Regions from separate parts of the Mus musculus genome. Here region 1 is linked to region 2. The links are chromatin contacts, called in public HiCAR-type maps. All regions are on one chromosome and are shown on one strand. Each heading gives the region's core, a stretch centred on a gene start, on an enhancer-like site or on the middle of the called end of the contact. The rest is flanking DNA. Distances are from core to core; before and after follow the strand shown.

What was found. HiCAR-type assays count read pairs that join an accessible place to other places.
Region 1: a contact with region 2 is called in a HiCAR-type map of astrocytes, with 4 times the contacts expected there. The contact joins the promoter of Tor1aip1 here to the promoter of Rgs16 in region 2. A contact is called at or near these places in 2 of 39 promoter capture datasets (neutrophils and pre-B cells), 2 of 115 datasets of contacts at active chromatin or transcription factors (astrocytes and thymic regulatory T cells) and 1 of 9 other capture datasets (liver).

The regions. Positions count from the first base shown.
Region 1 is chr1:156,034,391-156,039,182 of GRCm38.p6, reverse strand. Tor1aip1 (torsin A interacting protein 1) reads left to right here and starts at 2,703. Exons shown (of 10, transcript NM_001160018.1): 1 at 2,703-3,425. The coding sequence starts at 2,948. Tor1aip2 (torsin A interacting protein 2) reads right to left here and starts at 3,519. Exons shown (of 7, transcript NM_172843.4): 1 at 3,075-3,519.
Region 2 is chr1:153,737,125-153,742,124 of GRCm38.p6, reverse strand. Rgs16 (regulator of G-protein signaling 16) reads right to left here and starts at 1,772. Exons shown (of 5, transcript NM_011267.3): 1 at 1,613-1,772; 2 at 1,152-1,262; 3 at 444-505; 4 at 1-162. The coding sequence starts at 1,656. It overlaps C230024C17Rik (RIKEN cDNA C230024C17 gene), which reads left to right and starts at 4,296. Exons shown (of 3, transcript NR_046171.1): 1 at 4,296-4,649.

The DNA of each region.
Region 1 (4,792 bases), core at 1,454-3,953, 2.3 Mb before region 2:
ATGTGTATAGTGCAGCTATGGGAGTTAATGTGAACCATGCTCTTGGTGTTTACGGAGGCCAGTGGAGGGCATCAGGTCACCTACAGCTGGGCTACAAGCTATTGAGGCGCCATGTGGGTGCTGGGAACAGCAAGGACAGTAAGTACTCTTAAGACTTAGGCAGCCAGGCTTGGTGGTGCACGCCTTTAATCCCAGCACTCGGGAGGCAGAGGCAGGCGGATTTCTGAGTTCGAGGCCAGCCTGGTCTACAAAGTGAGTTCCAGGACAGCCAGGGCTATACAGAGAAACCCTGTCTCGAAAAGCCAAAAAAAAAAAAAAAAAAAAAAAAAAAAGAGAGAGAGAGACTTAGGTAATCCACCCTCCTCGATCTTTCAATAATTAAGAAATATTTTTAAGTGTTTTGCCAGGCATGGTGACAGTGACATATATCTGTAATCCTAGCACTTGGGAGGTTAGAGCAAGAGAATCAGGAGGTCTAGGCTAGCCTCAGTTATATAGTGAGTTCTAGGCCGGTCTGGGCTACATTAGTCCCTGTTTTGAAAAGCCCTCCCCAATAAAATACTTTCATTTAAAATTGCTGAAGAGTACTGACTGTTCTTACAGAGGATGGAGGTTTGATTCTCAGCACTCACATGGTGGCTAACAACTGTGTAACTCCAATTCCAGGGTCAAATGCCCTCCTCTGGCCTCCATTGGCACTAGGCATACTTGGTATACAGGCATACATGCAGGCAAAACACCTATACACAATTTTCTTTTTAATGTAAAAGTTGCTTAATTTAGAGAGCCAATATAAAGAACACAGGATTTCTAGAAATAATTTTGTCAGATACACATACCAGTTAATACCAGTTTATTTTTGTGCATCTGTCTTCTCTAACATATGGCAAATTCTCTAAGTAAAACTCTTCATTCTTCCACATTTTTCTAGTTCCCAAAGAAACTGTTTTAAGTTCAAAGCTCAGATCGTCACACTCATGGCCCAGAAAGATCTCTTATAATACTGGAAATGAATCTACTGTCTATAATAATCTTTTAGAATATATTCAAGGCTGGCTCAAAAGAGGTTGGAAAACACCTACAGCAGAATATCTGGTTTGACAAGAATTTGGCTTTAACTCATAGTAATCCAAGTTTGTTTTTTGCAAAGTTGTTAGGTGTGGGTGACAGCTTCTAAAGATGACACATACCTATGACCTAGGCAAGAGGGAAAAATCCTAAGCAAATCTATGTTAAATGCGAAGTTAACTGCCTCTAAACTTTAACATCCTTATTTTTTCTTTGAAAAAGCCACTCATAAAACTACTTTATAAGTACTTTTAATTACAAAACAAAGCACATGCCAATTATCCAATAATCTTTGTAACCTCTCATTTTCTCTGATTGACCAATTATGTATAGAACCTCTTCACTTTCTTTTTCATGTATCCTTCAAACCAGAGTTTAACAAGCCAGCACCCAGGTGTCTTTAGTCATCTGTTGCACACACTGCCTTATGAGCTTAGAATATAAACACTACAAAAATTTATATCCTTTCACTGCTGTACATCTATTAAAGAATTTTTGTGATTGTTGACTGTGTAAATAGGCACTTTACAAACAAAGCATTACTGGAAAAGACACAAGCCAAACATTACCAAGTTATCAGTACTTCTCAGCGTTTTGTAGAAAAAAAAAAGCCACACCCAGTTTTCAGGCTACCACGAATGAGTATCACTTTCGTTTTTCCTTAAGTTTTGTTTTCTAAAAAAGTGCTACCAAGTGTGGTGGCCCACACCCTTAATCCTAGCGTTTGGGGAGCAGCGGCAGGTTGATCTCTGTGAGGCTGAGGCCAGTCTAGTCTACAGTTCCAGGACAGGCAGAGATCACCCTCCCTCCCTCCTTTCACTCACTTACACACACACACACACACACACACACATCTTTAAAAAAAGGGCAGCTGTCTCCTTATGGCTCCCCTTCTTTGTAGTTAATAAACAATGCTAAATGAAGCTCCAAACATGACTCTTGAGTCATCTGTGTTGCTGACCAAATTTATAGACTATTTGTGAAAATTCTAGTAACTGGGAATTTGTCTAAGTTTGAGTAACAACTTAAGGTCATTATTTAAAATACTGGAAAAAGGCAAATACTTTTAAGTTTTTTTTCAAAATCACTGTTATGTGGCTTCCAAATAAAAACTCAAAATCGATTTTTTTTTTTTTTAGGGCTAGGGTATAGCTTATTGGTATACCATTCACGTGAAAATTCAAGAATATGGTTGATATGGCTACGACTCAAAAATGGAAACACACCCCAAGAGTGTAACTAAACACAATTTTAAAGGGTCAACAGGTGAATAAAAATTTTAAACTGGGTAAAAGCAATTTCATAAAGGTCCATGAAACTATAATTTTCGCCATAAGATGACATGCAGAATTGCCTTTCTGATCATTTCTCCTCCCAGGGACATTTGAAAAGGAGTGGCCAAAGTAGCAGGGGAACTGCGCAACAGCTTGGGATCAAGGACTGAAACTTGCCCTTTCCCAAAGCCTCTGGGAGCCAGGACCAGCGCCCCCGGTGGTGGGCAACTGGCCATCAGCAGCTTGGCACAGGCCACTTGTCCTACCACCTCCTGGTCGCCCCCACCTTTCCCTCCAAGGCCAAGGACAGAGACGTCCTCCTCCCCCTTCTCCTCCTCTTTGGTGCCTTCAGCCAGGAGGCGGGAGTGACCCGCAGCAGCTGACCCAGCTCGGGCACTGCCTCTCCGACAGCCCTCAGGACACACCATGGGCCTGGAGGCTGGTTGGTGGCACACGAGCGAGGACGCAGGCGGCGGCCCCGGCGACTCTCAACTGCCTCCCTGACCACTGCGACAACCTCCCCGAAGCCATCGCCACTACCCGCAGCGGAATCTATCTGCGGCCAATCTATCGCCACGAACCGACTACCAGCTACGTAAACAACTATGGCGGGAGAAAGGTGGCAGGCCGAGGGGCCCGGAGAAGGTTGGGCCATCTACGTCACACCCAGAGCCCCCATCCGGGAGGGAAGGCGGAGGCTCGACCCGCGAAATGGCGACAGCAGTGACGCGCCTGCGTACGGAGCTCACCCGTCGCGCCGCGGACGACGGGAAGTGAGGTTTTCAGAGGAGCCGGCAGAAGTGTACGGCGACTTCGAGCCCCGGGCGGCCAAAGAAAGGTCTCCGGGGGGGAGACGAACCCCGCCAGAAAAGTTCCGGCCGGCTTCTGCGGGAGAGGAAGTGAGAGAAAGCGCTTACAACCTTCGCTCTCGACCACGGAGGCAGCGGCGAGCCCAGGAAGCCGAGGAGATGAAGACGCGGAGGTCTGCTCGCCTTGAGCAGCACTCACAGCAGCCGCAGCTGTCTCCGGCCACGAGCGGCCGAGGGTTACGGGACTCTCCGTCCTCCAGTGAGGACCGCGAAGGTAACAGTCTCGGCTGCGGGCTCGGGAGCGCGCGCGGCGGCGGGCACGCGGCGGCAGGCGCGCCCCCGTGGAGGCCGGCCCCGCTCCGGCCCCGCCTGGGTCCTGGTGATTTCTGCGGCCCTTTGGGCGCGCACTCCCGGATTGAGTCCACCCGGACCCTCAAGAGGGAAGGACGCAGTGGGCCGCGCGGGAAGGTGGTGGTGCGAAGTGACCCGAGCGGAGGCGGGCAGCTCTGCCTAGTCCTGGAGCTTCAGTTTGGGGGGTCTAGGTCTCCTCTTTCTGTAGGCTTTTGCTAGAGGTCGGCGGCTAAGCCATTGTCGGAGCCCCAAACTACTCTGCGCTCGGTTTCATTTCCGTCCTCTGAAGTTTCTACTGAAGCCACTTCCATTTCCTTTTTTTTTTTTTTTTTTTTTTTTTTAAATCTCGGGGGCCCCAAGTCCCCAGCTGAAAATCCTGTTTTTAAGTTAACTTTCCAGTCGGTTTCTTTCGTTTTTTTTTTTTTTCACCAAGATTGGGAAAACGAGATCATTTCTAGGCGGATGCTACGAGGAGTAGCTGACTTTAATGAATGGGTTGGTGACATTACTCCAAATACAGAGTCTGGTCTCTGCCAGACTTTCCCCCCAGATTGGAGGCCATCACGGTAATCTTAAGTAGCTAAACAAGTCAAGACTGACAAACTACTGAAACAAAACAAGGTTCTATTTATTAGTAAAGCTTATATATGAAGCCCCAGATGCCAACAGGGTGTGTACTATAGTTTTAGTTAAGTCACACAGATGAACCAAATTCTTCAAGCCATCCTCTTATTCCCTGCACTCGGATATAACTGAGTCACAGGTGGTTCCAGTAAGCCCCATGTCAGTCACCTAATTATGAGGTAAAATTCTGAGGGTTAGAGTCACAGTGGGATGGCCTCCCTAATACATTTGATGCATCTGAACAGGAGTGGATTTAAAGCTTAGAGCACAGTAAACTGGCTTGCAGATTTACCTACTTGCCCTTAAAGTCCTGACACACTTGAAGATCTGTTCATTTGGGAAACTTTATGCTAGAGATGTGCATGCTCTTTTGGATGTAAGGAGACAGTTTATTTGCTTATACATGTCAGCATTTCTTTTAAGATGGCAAAGTTGGGAGAAAAAAAAAGGAACCTGTCACGCATGTATGCCTGGTCGAAATTTAGGTACTTGTGTTAATTCTGTCTCAGAAACTGAGACAGTGTTTGCACATGGGAGGCAATGTAACTGTTACTTTTTATTGACTTTCCCACAGAGCCTCCTGCACCTAAATTCAGTTTACCTTTTATACATTTTTAGAGGATTTAAACATTTCTTTTACCTGACTCTTGAACCTACCTTTTAATT
Region 2 (5,000 bases), core at 523-3,022:
TAGGGGCTTCGCTGCGGATGTACTCGTCAAAGATGTGGTGAGCCCTGGACGCCAGTTTGGTGGCTGATCGGATCTTCTTGAACTCCTCGCAGGCCAACCAGAACTCCAGGTTCTCCTCACTGAATTCCGTCTTTAGGAAGGCATGGAAGGCAGCCACCCCATCTGTGGTAAGGGGAGAAAGGAGACAGGTCAGACTAGGGGACAGCTGCGAAGAAAAGACGAAAAGACAGCAATTGGCGTTAATGGCTCTATTTTTAGAATGTAATTTTCCTGAACAAGGCTCTGTCTTTGTGTTCCGAACAGAGGCTGGCACACTGGAGGACTGGGGTTATTATTACTACTACTATTATTTGGCCCCGTGTTTTTTCAGCCTTGCTGGGACAATCTCCAAGCACATGAGCACACACGTGCCTTTCACAGACAGACAACAGGGTCCTACTTACTTTTACTGTTCAGCAGCAAATCGAAAGACTCTCTCCATCCCAGTACATCTTCTGAGAAGCTTCTGTGGGGGGGGGGGGGAGATGGGGGGAGCAGAGATTTTTAAATGAATATTTTTTAATCAACAAACAAAAGCATCCTAGGCTGAAGTTATTGGTTGTCAAAACTAACCTCTCAAGCTCCCATGAAACAGGTTATGTAAGGGGCACCTGGGCATCCAGCAACCGTTGCCAGGAACCCTTTAGTCCTCAGTCAGTATCCCTAACACCGCCTTCTTCTGTAACTAAATGGATTCTAGTCCCAAGATTCTCAACTTTGGTTTGCACACCTCTCCAATGAAGCAGGAGGCTGAGAGAGTCTCTCTATTTACTTACAACCCCAAAGCCTAGCATCACGCCTGGCGTTCCATAAAAGGTGGCTTCTAGGCAGAGTGCTCTAGACAGATGCAGACCCTGCCCTAGCCCTGTATTCGAGTGTTACAACATCCTCAGAGAAACAGGGATGCATGTCCTGCACGCGGGCATCTGCTGGGGGTGGCAAACCTGGACTCTACCACCTCCACAATGGGGCTCCGCAGCCACAGGACAGCAGTAAAGTCTCACTCAAATCTCCAGAGAGAGGTTTCGGGCACCTAGCTAGTCTGCTCCTATTTTCCCTTTCAGGCCTTCTCCCCTCTAAAGCCCCAGGGCTGGACAGACAATAGGACTTACCTCTCTTTGTTATGCTTACTGGCCCACTCGAATTTGCTAATACCCCCAGTATCGGAGCTCAGCTCTGATTTATGAAGAAAGATTCCCAGCCGCGTCTTGAACTCTTTGGCTCTGAAAGAAAAACCATCAAGGTGTAAGGATTCTGTTTGTTTGCCAGCACCGAGAAGTTGGGGAAGGAGGGCCTCCCAACTAACACCACCACCCAGAGTTCAGTCCCAAGAAACCTGGGACACTTGACCATTCCCAAGGCCCTAAGCGCTTCTCTCATTGGAGTCTTCAAGTTCTAGGCCACAAAGGCAGCACTTGGGCTATGCCCTGATAGGTCTTAACACTTTGGGGTCTTTATAGCACAACAAGTTCTGCCCGGCTGTCCCCGTTTCCCCGCGTTCCCAAGGCTGAGGGTTAGTGGATTCGGGACTTGGTCGTCCGGACTGCTAAAAAAAAAAAAAAAATCCTCTTACCTCTCCAGGCAGGTGTTGGGGAAGGTGGCTAGGGTGCGGCACATGGTTGCGGACGCAGGACAGCACGTCGTGGAGAGGATGGTGGCGGACCGGAGGGCGAAGAGGGAAAAGCGAGTAGCAAGTACCAGGCTGCGCAGAAGAGGTCTGGAGAGCGGCACGCGCCGGGCCGGTGGCTACTAAGGCTTTTATCCCCGTGGGGCGGGGCGGGGACGAACGTCGCCGACCAATAAGAGAGTGGGGCTGGGCGTTGGGAGGGAGGAGGCAGCGAGGGGAGTCTGAAGGGGTGGGGCACGACTGGTAGCCCCCAGGGCCTCATCTCAAGCGCACGGGGCTGTCCCCACCCCCAAGGTCGGAGACTTGGGGTGCCAGGAGAAGAGGAAGGCTTGAAGACCAGACATACGCCGAGAGAGAGAGAGAGAGAGAGAGAGAGAGAGAGAGAGAGAGAGAGAGAGAGAGAGAGAGAGACGCCGACCTCTAGTAAAAGCAGGAAAACAATTCAAAAGTGACAGGAGAGGTTTGGTAGGGGGTGGAGAGTTCACGGAGGACAGGCGCATGGGGTGCATTCCAAGAAAAAGTACATCACCACTATACTGCACTCTCTCTCAGGTCAGAACAGGTACCATCCCATGGTCTTCGAAGGTGACGGGAGCCAAGTGAGCTATTCGCCCCCACGGTCATTACCTCCACTTTGAGATGAAGGATCAGAAGATCAGAAAACTAGCGATTTGGCCAAGATCAGCAGGCATGGGCGGAAACATTTACTTAACACAATTATAGCAGAAATCTCTGCAACCGTGCTTAATTGCTCTAATGCTCTATAGTTATAGGGTAAGTCTTGGTGCCTCAATCCAGCTTTGAATTTACCATGTTGCTCCTGCTGGAAAGCAACAGTAACAACAGCTCTGTAACCGGTAAGTGATCCTGAGGCTAAGCAACTGCTTAGTTCCCCTCCTCATCCTGCCTTAAAGGTGCCATTGTCTTCCCGGCTGGCCCTCGGGAGCTCCCTTCGAGATTGCTACTAAGAAGCAGCAGGTAAGGTTAAGGGTAGATAGTTATGGAGTTTCAAATCATGTTTCTGCTGTATAATTATGAGAGACCTTAGAGACTCCATCTTTCCATTTCTTTGTGTCTGGGGTTTAGACATCACCATACTTATTTCATAAGGTGTGGTGGGGACTGAAGACCTTTTTGGAGAGCTGGACTTCCCCAGGGAGCATTCTGTAGGGGTAGCAGGCATGCTAGGGATAATTCTCAGAAACGAACTGAGAGAAGAGCAGAGCAGTTATGCTGCACACAGAGACCCCACCCCACGCCCAGAGGGTCTTCAAGGATGTTCTAGAGTTGTGTAGACCTTTGCAAGTGTCTACTTCTGGAGCTGAGCAGGCCTTAGCATTACCCATTTATTGGACTCTGCTGTGCTGAGATGCCTGACCTGGCTCCAGGTGATGTCTCTGTCAAGAGCAACTCCCAGAGCCTATAACAGAGACCATACCACACTGGTGGTGGCCAGGATAGGGGATCTGGGTGGCATGCCAAAGGACCCGCATCTATATACAAGGCGCTTGGAACAAGACTTGGCACACAATCAAACAGATTGGCAAACAGATAGACTGGAAATCTATGCTGTATGGAATTCTATGCAGTAAGGAAAACAATGTTTTGTCACTTTCAGGATACAGAATTCCATCTCCTAGGGGGCTTCTCCAGCAGTAAGGACTGCTCTATGCTCTGTGAAGTAAAAGGTCGGGAAAGGAAGATGGGAGGGAGTGGGAAGGAGGAAAGGAAAGGGAGGCGAGGAAGGAGGCTGGAGATGCAGCTCAGTGGTCTTGTCTAGAGAAAGGGCACTTGAGAATGTGCATGCACAGAGAGAGAAGGAGGAGGAGGAAGAGGAAGAAGAGGAAGAAGAAGAGATCAAAATGCCTGGATTATATAGAGAAGAGGCATTGGGGGAAGGGCAGCCCAGCCCCTGGGCTGAAAGTTCAGGGTTAGGGGCAGGGTATGCCAGGTGAGACTGAGGGATGCTGGGAGAACCTAGAGGCCAGGTCTGCTTTGATATGAAAAATTTGCACCTCAGTCCCTTGTGCCTGTCCAGTCCAGTCCGAAACCAAACATCTGGAACAATAGTTCAGGTAGACTCCCCTCACTGAGCCAGACCCTATGAAGGGTGACCCAGTTAGTCAACCTGATCCACTGTTCCCAAACTCCCACATTCTCAAGGCAGAACCAAGGCAGAGAGGACAGGGCACATTCCTGGACACACTTCTACCTCAGGTGCAGTGAACACCAAATCCACATGCCCGTCTTGCCAAGCTCAGCTCTTGAGAGCTTCCTACCTCACAGCCCGAGGGCTAGACTGGGGCTGAGCAGAGACGTGTGGGCACTCGGTGGGTGGATGCCTTGTTGGGCGGCTGTGTATCTCAAGTCTCCATCTACATGGAGCAGCCAGCCAGCCCACCAGAGGTGCTCAGCTGAGCTGAAGGTTTTCCTTTGCCTGGTGCTCCTCATACCCACAGACACACTTTTGTCACACAGCTGCCAGGCACAGATGTGGGTGTTATCCATGGCACAGCCGTTCTCCATGTGACACGGATGGATCATACCCGACGCTCTTGCCCATTTTGGAATCAACCCAGAGTCACGTGACAAGAATACTGCATTCTGCAGAGGATCCTCTCAAACCTCCCTGCCCATTCTGCATCCTTGTGGGGTCTTTAAGGAGGTTTGAAATTTCTATTTGGCAGGCAACAAAATAGCAGTGCCCAAGGTGTTTTTCATTAAATACATCCAGGCTGAAGCCAGGGCTGCCGCCAGATTCCTGGGCTAGTATGTTCTATTTGACAAAGCAAAGGAAGACAAAGGAATTGATACAACCGCAACCGCACTGACAGGCAGATCCAGAGAGCTCACAGCTCCCTGCTGAGGATGAAGAGCCCTCCTCTGAGTTCAACTTGCCTCCCAGTTGCCATGGTTACCTTTCTGGTTTCCAGACAGAAACTTTCTGAAGTTCACAATGTATCCAGACTTCTCTTCCCAGCAGGTCAGTTCCTATCTGTGATTTCAGAGATGTGATTGACTCCACAGTAGCTGTGAATCTAGCCCATTGAATATGCTGGTGAATTGCACTGGCTCTGACAAAACCTGACCTCATTTTTGCCCAGCAGGTCCAGCACAGCTGCCATCTCTTTAATGGAGGGTGTAGGGACAACAGCTTTGTGGCCTGGGTCATCTGGGATCAGCAATCTGGGCAAAGCTGGGGGTCAGGATTAAATATCCCATAGTGCCTCTCAGCCTTTCTGTCCTTCATCTCCTTCAGCCCCCATGGTACATCACATTACCCTTTCTGTGGTAGCAGAAGTCCAGACGGGAGCTTTGTCTAGTGTCAATGGTT